4 separate regions of the Sus scrofa genome follow, and regions 1, 2 and 4 are each linked to region 3. The links are chromatin contacts, called in public HiChIP or PLAC-seq maps. All regions are on one chromosome and are shown on one strand. Each heading gives the region's core, a stretch centred on a gene start, on an enhancer-like site or on the middle of the called end of the contact. The rest is flanking DNA. Distances are from core to core; before and after follow the strand shown. Region 1 overlaps FAM89A (protein FAM89A). Region 2 holds the start of GNPAT (glyceronephosphate O-acyltransferase). Region 3 holds the start of DISC1 (disrupted in schizophrenia 1 protein). Region 4 holds the start of TTC13 (tetratricopeptide repeat protein 13).

Region 1 (2,700 bases), core at 138-2,637, 420 kb after region 3:
CGTGGTCGATGGTGTGAAGAGAGACCTGGAACCTAACACTCAGTCTTGTTACCAGGTGGACCTTTCTTACTGGACCCTGGCTTATCTTGTTTGGAAAATCTCACCTCTGGGTAATTTTAAGGACCGAGTCCCCTGACATGCTCTGCACTTTCCTAGGTGCTCATTGCCCTGCGTCTTGAGTGTTCTTTGCCTAGTGCTTGGTTCACAGAGGGTATTTGATTCCTATTTATTAAAATGATTGAGGAGTTCCTGTTGTGGCTCAGTGGGTTAAGAAGCCAACTAGTATCCATGAGGATGTGGGTTTGATTCCTGGCCTCACTCTCTGCATTAAAGATCTGGCATTGCCACAGCTGTGGTGTAGGTCACAGATGTGGCTTGGATCTGGTGTTGCTGTGGCTGTCGCATAGGCCAGCAGCTGCAGCTCTGATTCTGCCTCTAGCCTGGAAACTTCCATATGCCATGGGTGCAGCCAGAAAGAAAAGAAGGAAGAAAGAAAACGGTTGATAATTCATTGAATTCTCCCCATCGGAGCAATTACCCCATTTTGTCATCACCCAGGGCATAGAGATGATAAATAACTTGCACAGTGACATCTTGCGTAGCTTTTCCCCTTGCCACTCAGTGAGGTCTGCCACCCAGCAGCCTTTCTCAGCGTCCCTGTCATCAGTGGCCCCAGGCCTGCTGAGTCAGAATCTGCTGGCTTAACAAGATCCCCAAGTGGTTCTCAGGCTCAGCAAAGTGTAGACATGCTGGTCTAGGCTTCATTTCTAAATGGATTAACCCTTCTTTCTTTGGGATTGATGGAAGTGATGCCTTTCCTTTCCTGACTGTGCTCCTTATTTGGGAGAGGGGGAGGGGTGCACTTGTGCATACACAAGTTCCCGGACCAGGGATGGAACCCAAGCCACAGCAGTGACAAGGCCAAGTCTTTAACCTACTGCATTATCAGGGAACTCCCTGACTGTGCTCTTTTTCTTGGAAGGGGCCCCAGGGAAGGGAGGACCTCGGATAAACCAATCTGTGACTTTTCAATGTTCTTTGTTCTGTTACCTCCTGTGAAAATAGTTCCCTGGAGAATCTGTCAAGGACCTGTGTCTCCATAGCATATTCAGTTGCTCACTCTGAGGGGCAAGCTATCCCACACCCATCTCAGGAGGAAAGGGAGTCTGACCATATGTGTCCTGGTGACTGAGCGGGCAAGAGGGTGGGTCTCCCAGGGGGCAGTGTGTGGCCCTGACCGGTGAGCTGCGGGGGCCTGGCAAGGGGACCCTGTTGCCCCAGGGCGTGGAGAATGACCAGCCTGGCAAGGCAGCACATGTGGGTTTTATCTGAATCTGATCATGGCAAGAGGAAACGACGCTCTTGTATCTTGGCATCCAAACTGGAGCCAGCTGGGGTTTCCAGAACGTGCAGTGCTGTTACTCTGCAGGGTGTGCCAGAGGGCTCAGGACATCCTGCAGGCTGGGGCCCGCTGCCTGGCAGATGTGAACCTCCCTAGACGCTCTGAGTCATGTCTGAGGTGTGGGCGTCACGTCATGAAGGTTTACCCTCAAACCGGGAACCCGGAGCACTCGAGGGATGCTGTGTCGCTGGTGGCGTGGGAGGAACGTGCTGCCACAAGCAGATTGCCGGCTGAGGGTACCACTGAAATGCAACTCCAGCACTGACTTCTCGGTTTTTGTACCTCCCTGCCCCCTCCCTCAAGGTCGGCCTCCGACAGCTGGACATGTCCTTGCTCTGCCAGCTGTACAGCCTCTACGAGTCCATCCAGGAGTACAAGGGAGCGTGCCAGGCAGCGTGCAGCCCGGATGGCACTTATGCTCTGGAGAATGGCTTCTTCGAGGAGGAGGAGGAGTATTTCCAGGAGCAGGACCACCTCCAAGACAGCAGGGAGCGAGGCCCCCCGAGGGACTTGCCTCGGCCCGTGTCCCCAATCCCCAGCAGAGACTGGGTTCTGGGGTCCCTCTAGAGGACCCAGGAGGGGCGTGTGCTGCTCCTCAGCCGTGGGCAGCCCCGGCCTGTGGACCAGCGCTGCCAGTTCAGTCTGCAGGTGGGATCTGCGTGGACGCTGGGCAGCCAGTTTCTGCTTAGGTGATCTAGAGGCGCTCAGTAACCTCACGTCCTGGCCCGCGGCACACAGCCAGGGGTTTACCCCTAAAAGCATCACCTGAATGGTCCCTGAAGAAAACCCTCAAGGATGTTTTGTGCAAAATGAGACAACTTGCGTGTAGCAGTAACTTTCTTCCAGATTGGGTCGCCTCCAGTTTGCAGTGTATTAGAGCTGATACTCCCCTGCTCCCTTCCTCGGTACGTTCTGCAGCCTTTCTTGCTGTCTCCTGAGCTTGGAAGCCTCTTGGTTGAGCCTTGTTTCTTTGTACGCTGCGTTACTCATTGTCCGGGTGACTCAGTACAAGCTTTGTACTGAAATAGTGAACATTTTAGGTCACACCCATCGAGAGGACTGCATCTCCTAACCTGTCAAAAGAATCTGTATCATCCTTCCTCCATCAGGTGGAGGAGGAAGGAAGAGAGTACGGAGAAAAACTGGGGCAAGTTAATGTTTTGTATCCTTCACTGTAAGGTGGTGAATGTTTTTGTTTAAAGATTGCGAATGTACACTAGCTGTTAGAAAGCAAACTCTTCCACTCAAAACAGTGGTCACCTTAAGCCTTACTATATTTATTAAAGTCTTTTATGAAC
Region 2 (2,700 bases), core at 16-2,515, 280 kb after region 3:
GGCCAGGGATGCAATGCACATCCTTATGGATACTAGCTGGATTCGTTACTGCTGAGCCACAACAGGAACTCTCTATATATTCTCTTTTGAAACTGGTTTGCTGGGAGTTCTCTGGTGATCTAACGGCTAGGACTTGGTGCTTTCACTGCTGTGTTGGGGTTCAATCCCTGTCTGTGAACTGAAATCTCATATCAAGCCATTGCTCCTTGTGGCCAACAAAAAGAAAAGAAAAAAAGAAACTAGGTTATCTTGTTCTTTTGTTTTCCTGTTACCCCTTCCTACATAAATTAACATTATATTTAAGCCAGTACAAGGTAATATGCCTTTAAAGTGCATTCTTTTATTTCCTCCTAAAGCAAATAAAAACTAATTTAGTGGTTTAACAAAAAAAAGTCAGTTGCCCAGGGTTGTAAATCCTGAGAGCTACAAAGCTTCCACTTAAGAATTTCTCTACAAAAATTGTGAATGACCAACATTCCGTTGGTTAAAAACAAAACAAAACAAAAAAACAAAACAAACAAAAAAAGGCCGGCTAAAGTCAGGAAAGGGGATTGGGGTGGGTGGTGAAAGGACAAATTGTAGATAGACTGGGTGGCATTAGTTGTCTTCCAAAACGACTTGTAGAAAAAGTGCAATGAGGATGGAAGACAAAAACACGATAGAAATTTCCAGAAGTTCCAAATCTTCTTAGGTTAAAAACATAAAGAATGTCGATGCCCACCCTCAAGCCAAATACTTTTCCTCCCGGGAATATCACAGCCACAAAAGAGCGGCTTGGACAGCCACTGGCTAGCTGAGGCGGAGTCAGACTGCAGGCTTCTCACGTTTGCCCAGAAGGTAGCCCGACGCGCCCGGGCTGCAGACGGAGAGACCCCAGATCCCTCCTCTCGTCCGTGGGTCAGGTGCTTCTGAAGGCCCAGCGCCGGGCGGAGTGAAAGGGAAGGAACGAGTGGAAAGGAACCAGAGGAACCATCACCGGGAGAAACTTCTAAAAGCACATTGACATCACACACGCGGCGATACACCGTTGCCTTGGAAACCAAATGAACCACCTAACCCCTCCAGGGGGTCTCTGGACCCACTCTTTTGGGCTAGGGGGTCGCAGCCCCGAGGCAGTCGGGAACGGGAGGAGGGAGGGGTCGTCTCTCGCGGCCCCGCCCGGGACCTTGTGCTACTCTGGGTACCTACCGAGTAGAGGAGCAAGACAGCGCCGGGACTGGTGGAGCCAACGGAGAAACAAGAGTTGGATGAACTGGAAGAATCCATACTGCAGCTGCAGTTCCGGGCGTGAACTGGAATTCTTAGCTAGACGGTGGTGCTACTGCCGCTGGGGGCGGTTCTTCCGCGCGGGGCGGCCCGACCTCGCCTCGGGCGGCAGCACCCTCTGCGGCCGCTCCAAGACACCCCGGGCGCCGCCATCTTAGCCAGGACGGAAGCCGCGCGGGGACTTGTGGCGCGCGCGCAGCTCGTCAGACCCCGGAAGCTGGGCGCCGCACGGCGCGAGTCCGGGGCTCCTTCCTCGTGGCCGGCCCCACGATGGCGCAGGATCCGGGCCTACCCACCCCCGCGTCTCCCGGCTCTCAGACCCTGCTGGATGCTCTGCTCCAGAACCTCTACGATTTTGGTGAGTGCGGGGCCTCGGAACCCACGTGGAGAGCGAACTTGAGAAGCCGAGGGTCTCCAGTGCGCACCGAATTGGGCCGGCGCCCTCTCTCAAGCTAAAGATCAGCTCCTCCAAACTGGTTCCGACAGTGGGTCCGTCTGAGATCACCCTTCTCCTTCCCCCACGACCCGGCTCTGTTGAGTTGTCTTTATGAATCAAACCTCCCAACTCGTCCCTGAGTGTGGGGACCAATCCGCTTGCTTGTGGGAAGCGCCAGACCTTTCGGACCTAACGGGGAGATGTCCACAGAACCTTGGGCTCTCGAAATAGCATCTTTTTCACTTATTCCGGACTTCTGGGAAGCCCCCTTTCCCCCACGCCACCCCACAGACCCGCCTAACCCTGGGGCATGATGCCACCTTGTCCTGAGGGCCTCATCCTTTGGTGTTCCCTGCCATCGTTTGCACATGAAGCTTTTCACGACCTTTCACCCATAAGTTGGCGGACTTATGCTCTCCTTTATCTTGATTGGGGAAGAGAAAAATAAAAAGGCTTACCACTGAATATATATGCGCTTGGCACTTCAGTTAGAAGTTCCGCACACTCTGAAGAACTTGCCCCAGGGAAGGTGACATCACTTGTTCCTGCACCACAGGTAATCTTAAGGGAAAAGTGCCTTTAAAAGCCAAACATGTTTCTTCAATTTGTAGTGTGATCTTACTAGTTTATTTTGGGGCTCAAAATTCTAAGCTCATTAATCAGTGGGAATAATAGCTTCAAAAGTATTGCGCATTTACCATATACTCCATGTTTTTCATGTATTTACTCATTTAATTTCCACAGCAATCCTAGGAAACAGATATTGCCATTAAGACCATTACTACAAAACAGGCGTTCCTGTCTTGGTGCAGTGGAAATGAATTGGACTAGGAACCATGAGGTTGTGGGTTTGATCCCTGGCCTCACTCAGTGGGTTAAGGATCCGGCGTTGCCGTGAGCTGTGGTGTAGGTCACAGACGTGGCTCTGATCTGGCGTTGCTGTGTCTGTGGCGTAGGCCAGCAGCTGTAGCTCCAATTCAGCCCCTAGCCTGGGAACC
Region 3 (2,700 bases), core at 61-2,560:
GGCACAGGGTGGGGACGGGTGAGTAGTGTTCTCTTCTACATTTAGGAAACGGGGGCTCAGAGACGTTAAGGGCTCTGTCAAAGTTAGTGGGTCCTCTTCTGGCCCAGCAAGAACATACAGCCAGCACCCCTGACTCCAACGCTCTTTCTCTTCCCAAAGTCTCAGGTTCCTTTGCACGCATTTCAAAAGCGAGAGGGTAGGGGAGCTCTTGCCATTCCTGAAAAGCAGCCGTGCACTTAATGGCCCTCAGCGTCACCCCCGAGCTTTGACAGCGAGAGCCGTGCTCCGAACGGTGGAAGCAGAGCGGTCTCTCGGAGCCTGCGTGGGCGTTACTACCGCGGAGGAAATGGGAGGTGAGATTGTCCGCAAAGCAGCCCCCTTGAGGCGGTGCCAGCACCACGTCCCTCATTCCACCCCCGAACCCCTCCCTCCATGTCCCAGATGGGGTGAAACCCGAACCCCGGCTGGGTGTCCCGACTCAGTCTGGGGGGGGGGGGAGAGGAGGGGAACAGGGCGGCGGGGTTGTCCCCTTGTCCCGCGGGCGTGCGAGTGAGGACGCAAAGCGACGGAGGGAGCAGTCCCCGCATGCATCCAAACCTGAACGCGCCCCTTCCTGGGCCACCAGGACACACGGGGGCGGAAAAGACCTGGACAGCTCCCCAAACTGAAGCTCCAGGGATCTCAGCCCAGCCTTCGGGGGAACCTGACCCGACATCAACCCCAACTCTGCACACCACGCGCCCTGCCTCAGTTTCCCTCACCCCACAAGGGTGCACCGAACCCAAGTTGTCAACAGAGGCGCACCCCAGATCTGCACCCTCCCCGCCCGGCTTCTGCCGGGCCGCCGTGACAGCAACCCCTACCTGCGCGGTGGCCCCCGGCGCCACCGCCGGGGCGCCCTGGGGATCCCCGCCCAGCATGCGCCCCGCCCGCTGCTCCCGCTCCGCCTCCGCCGCCTCCAGCTCCTCAGCTGCCGGCCGCTCGGTGCGCCCAGAGGCCCGACGCAGAAGGAAGCGAGCGGCCAAACCGGACGGGAAGTGGGGAGGGGGCTGGCGAGGAAGGGGGAGGCTCCTTCCTTCTCCCGGGCGGGGCGGGCGGTTTCCTCTCCAGCTTCAGCCCCGGCACGCGCGCGCGCACATACACACGCGGGCACACGCGCGCGCGCGCGCTGGGGCGGGCGGGGCTGGTAGGCCGGCAGCTTGTGTCCCGGACCTCAGAAAGTTTGCTTTTCACTCTCGCTCTTTGCTGGCCGAGAACCAGAGGGGAAGTGCGGTGGGGAGAACGGGCGTTTGGGGAAGAAGAGACTGAGAGGCCTTCCTAGAGGGAGAGGGACGTCCGCAAAGCTGCCTCCCAGACACAAATTAGGGAAGTGGCCGAAGAGCTGATGGACGTGATCGAGGGGATATGTTTAGCAAGGGACGCGGGGAAGGAGGACGTGGGGAAAGAGCGGGGCGAGCAGTTCAGAATGAAATGAGACCCACTGTTTGAAGCTCCTGGCAGCACTGGACGGGTCCTTCGCACGTTAGGCAGCCAGCCCAGGACACAACTGTGATCCGTGCGGAGCCCTTAAGCCAGCCAACTCACCTCCTCCTCCGTCACGGTTCATTCTTCGTTGGGGGAGGCACCTGGAGCATCACTGAGGCTGCAGCTGCCAGAAATGGTTCTTGCCCTTAGGACGCTCCCCTCCAGGGGAAGATGAACACCTGCTATAAAACTTGGCATGTGAATACTCTTGTGTATGGGATGGATGGTCAGGGGGACTTGCCCAATAGCACAGGGAACTCTAACTGGGTATTCTGTGGTAAACTATATGGGAATGGATATGTGTATATGGGTTACAGAATCACTTTGCTGTACAGCAGAAATTAACACAATATTGTAAATCAACTACACTTCGGTAAAATCTTAAAAAAAATAAATAACAGGAGTTCCCGTTGTGGCTTAGCAGGTTAAGAATCCATCTAGTATCCATGAGGATGCGGTTTCCATCCCTGGCCTTGCTCAGTGGGTTAAGAACCCGGTATTGCTGTGAGCTGCAGTGTAGGTGGCAGATGTGGCTTGGATCTGGTGTTGTTGTGGCTGTGGTATAGGCCAGCAGCTACTGCTCTGATTCAACCCATAGCCTGGGAACTTCCATATGCCGCAGATGCGGCTCTAATAAGAAAAGGGAAAAAAACAAAAAAAACACTAAATAGCAGTACAGTTGAATTTGCCATGGCCAGAGGTTTGGCACAAAACATTGCAGAAGTTTGGGATAAGAGGGAGTGTTGTGAAGAGGGGTCAGAAGGGCTCCCTGAGCATTCTCTTGTGGCACAGTAGGTTTAGGGTCAGCCTTGTCTCTGCATCGACTCCGGTGGCTGTTGCAGTGCGGGTTCAGTCCCTGGCCAGGAAACTTCCACATGCCGTGGGTGCCACCAATAAAGGGGGGGAGGGGTCCAAGGAGGGAGGGACAGGAAGAGAGAGACAAAGGAAAGAACGAAGGGAAGGAGGAAGGAAGAGAGGCTGGCTCCCAGGAGGAAGGGGAAGGATCTTGTTACAACTAAAGAAGGCTCAAGGTCTTTCGAAAGATTAGACCCTTGTGAGTGAAACACCTGGATGTGCTTAAAAGTCGGAAGGTTGTGGGACAGAATGACTATGAAGGTTGATATGCAGGACGTGGGAAGGTGGCAGAGGAACAAAAAGTTGGATCTGCCCAAATGT
Region 4 (2,700 bases), core at 199-2,698, 450 kb after region 3:
AACAGGAAATTGGGATCGCATGCACCAGAGTGATTACCATGTCTGACAGTCAGAAACTGGTACATATTCATACTGTCTGCTCCCTGGTAAATTACTATGTGCTGTGTTTTTGGAATGAAGATTAATAGAAATGGGATCGGAAATGGGAGAAAAACATAGTGACTACCCATAATGTGACAGACTCTTTGCTAATGGCCCCCAAAGAACTTCCAATTTTATGACCTTTTTTTTTTTTTTTTTTTTGGTCTTTTTGTCTTTTTAGGGCAGCATCCAGGGCATATGGAGGTTCCCAAGCTAGGGGTCCAATCGGAGCTGTAGCCGACGGCTTACGCCAGAGGCACAGCAAGGCAGGATCCCAGCCAGGTCTGCGAACTACACCACAGCTCATAGCTCATGTCGACGCCGGATCCTTAACCCACTGAGTGAGGCCAGGGATCGAACCCGTGTTCTTATATGTGCTTGTCGGGTTCGTTAACCGCTGAGCTACGACGGGAACTCCCAATTTTATGACTTTTAAAACAAAGGACCATTCCCTATAAAGAGACTATGAACACTTTGAAAGCAGAACTTTTACTTCCTCATTTTTGGTTTTTGTATCACCAACGTCTAGCACAGTGCTTTATACACAATGCTGTCCATTCCATAACCACAATGGATGAAACCTGAAAAAATATCTAGAGAATTCGCCATAGGTTATGAAGCGCAAAGATGGCAACATCTGTCTATCAGAGGGAAAACAACTAAGAATGAAATAGCTTTACCGTCAACCTAATCTGACCTTTAAATTTCTCGGCACAGCGCCTGCATCCATCAGGTCCGAGGATCCGTCAGCAAACGTGACGGATCTGAGAAAAGCACTGTGGGGTGTGACTTCTCTACTACTCTAGGTATTCAGGCAAACATTCGACGGGGAAGGTCGAGCGTCAAAATTTAGTCTGTATTAGAAGACCCTGAAACTGTTGATTTTTTACATTTTATCACCCTGAACAGCTGATACAGATTCCATGGTCGCTCACGCTCCCCAAATCTCACTGCGCCATTTTTTCCCCAAGGAACCCCACAGCTGACAACTCACACAGATGGTTATCTTCAGCACGCCGTGGTTATAGTCTCGGTACAACTCCTTGGCCTCCTGGTTGCATTCGATACACCTGTACTGGCAGGAGGCTGAGGCAGCAGTAGGAGTCACTGCCACCCCATCCGCCTTCCCCTTTCCCGCTGTCACCCCTTCTGCGTTCCCCTTGCCTGGCCGAAGCCCACTCCGCCCACCAGTGCCCATTTCCACGCAACTGCAGCCCAGAACTTCCGATTCAGTGGCGGGGCAGACGTCAGACGCCAGACCGGAAGCCTTGCGCGCGCAGTGCTTGATGGGATTCGCAGTCCCGGCCCCAGACAGGGGGACCCAGACTGGCCTATATGGGACTACAACTCCCAGCAGGCACCGCCACTCTCTTTCTTCAGCCCCCCTGCCAAGGCCCACCTGCCCGCCTCGGGTAAGGGCTGGGAGGCCGCAGCGCGCGGCGAGGGACGCCGCACATGCGCCCTGAGGGAAGATGGCACCTGCCGGCTGCGGCTGCTGCGGCTGCTGGGGCGGCGCTGTGGCCGCCGCGGGCGCCGCCCGGCGCGTCCCGGTGCTGCTGCTGCTGGGGGTACTGTCCGCTGGGCCGCGGCCGGGCGCCCTGGCCACCGAGCACTACTCGCCGCTGTCCCTGCTCAAGCAGGAGCTGCAGCACCGGCAGCAGCAGGAGGCCCCGGCGGGCGGCGGCTGCAGCCCGCAGTCCGGGGACTGGGGGGACCAGTACTCGGCCGAGTGCGGCGGTGAGTGGGCGGCGGCGGCGGGCGGGCGTCCGGGTCGCAGCGGAGCGCCGGGTGGCGGGGCCTTGGGGGCTGCGGGCCCCGGGGCCGATGTTGCTGGCCGCCCAGGTCTCGCTGCCGCCAGCCGCGGCGTGTGCCCCCGCGGGAGACGGCTCCGCGAGGTGTCACGCCGGGGCCGCTTCCCACCGCTCACACCCACGCCGCTGTGCGCCCCTCTGCCGAGGCAGCCTTGGGAAGGGCGGTGAATAGTGAAAGAGCTGACAGCATGCTCCCGAGGCCAGGGCGGCCTCTCCGCAGTCCTCATAACTGTTGAAAGGGTGGAGGAGGAGATGGCAGGTGTTCCAGGGCAGCCCCCGGCCCCCACGGGGGCTGTGGGAGCCTAGGGAAGTACCGACAGACCAGGAGGACCGGACCCGCGTCCAGAGCCGTGATGCCTGGCCCATCTTAGGCCTGGAAACGAGATATCCGCCCCTCCCGGTTGACGTCTTGTGTTAAACACAGAGTCTAAAAATTTGATACCTGGAAAAAGAAGGGAGCAAAAGAGCAAGCCCATTGGATCTGCTCATTGACATCTTGCTTCTAGTTGTTTAAGATTGACCTGTGATCTGTCAGGTGTTTCCCAGGGCGTAAAAAGTGCCCTGGGGCACCCTGCCCATGTGTATCAGAGCTGTGTGTGTATTGGAACTGGGCCAGCTCATTCATTAAGATTGGGCGCTTTTGGCCTCAATTTAATAACTCATGGCAGATTCCTCAGGGGCAAGGTACTTTTTTTGTTTATGAGTTCCGTAGTTCTTTTTAACCCTTTAATTCCCTCCCCTTTCCCTTTCTTCCTGCCCTCCGCGAGTTCCCTTAAGGCCTGCTTTTGAAACGTCTGGGTCTTCTTAA

Evidence for each region. HiChIP or PLAC-seq counts read pairs in DNA pulled down with a chosen protein or histone mark.
Region 1: an H3K27ac HiChIP or PLAC-seq map of alveolar macrophages shows a contact between it and region 3. The contact joins the enhancer-like site here to the promoter of DISC1 in region 3. A contact is called at or near these places in 1 of 5 promoter capture datasets (liver), 17 of 47 Hi-C or Micro-C datasets (embryonic fibroblasts, epiblast stem cells, fetal heart ventricle and 11 more) and 2 of 2 datasets of contacts at active chromatin or transcription factors (alveolar macrophages and skeletal muscle).
Region 2: an H3K27ac HiChIP or PLAC-seq map of alveolar macrophages shows a contact between it and region 3. The contact joins the promoter of GNPAT here to the promoter of DISC1 in region 3. A contact is called at or near these places in 1 of 5 promoter capture datasets (liver) and 1 of 2 datasets of contacts at active chromatin or transcription factors (alveolar macrophages).
Region 4: an H3K27ac HiChIP or PLAC-seq map of alveolar macrophages shows a contact between it and region 3, with 4 times the contacts expected there. The contact joins the promoter of TTC13 here to the promoter of DISC1 in region 3. A contact is called at or near these places in 1 of 5 promoter capture datasets (liver) and 1 of 2 datasets of contacts at active chromatin or transcription factors (alveolar macrophages).

What each region holds. Positions count from the first base shown.
Region 1 is chr14:59,382,699-59,385,398 of Sscrofa11.1, forward strand. It overlaps FAM89A (protein FAM89A), which reads left to right. Exons shown (of 2, transcript XM_001924531.4): 2 at 1,706-2,700. The coding sequence ends at 1,969. Among named protein-coding and RNA genes, the nearest start is that of FAM89A, 16 kb to the left of the region's middle. Within about 2 kb of position 1,388, at least 9 of the 83 cell types and tissues checked have an H3K27ac peak or open chromatin away from gene starts, as enhancers often do. A contact at or near this core is called in alveolar macrophages, where this site is marked.
Region 2 is chr14:59,239,038-59,241,737 of Sscrofa11.1, forward strand. It overlaps GNPAT (glyceronephosphate O-acyltransferase), which reads right to left and starts at 1,266. Exons shown (of 16, transcript NM_001185140.1): 1 at 1,189-1,266. The coding sequence starts at 1,266. C14H1orf131 reads left to right here and starts at 1,306. Exons shown (of 7, transcript XM_001925586.5): 1 at 1,306-1,624. The coding sequence starts at 1,306.
Region 3 is chr14:58,962,644-58,965,343 of Sscrofa11.1, forward strand. DISC1 (disrupted in schizophrenia 1 protein) reads right to left here and starts at 1,311. Exons shown (of 13, transcript XM_021073577.1): 1 at 864-1,311.
Region 4 is chr14:59,407,680-59,410,379 of Sscrofa11.1, forward strand. It overlaps TTC13 (tetratricopeptide repeat protein 13), which reads left to right and starts at 1,449. Exons shown (of 21, transcript XM_001926644.5): 1 at 1,449-1,818. The coding sequence starts at 1,554. It overlaps ARV1 (ARV1 homolog, fatty acid homeostasis modulator), which reads right to left and starts at 1,314. Exons shown (of 6, transcript NM_001243293.1): 1 at 1,076-1,314. The coding sequence starts at 1,279.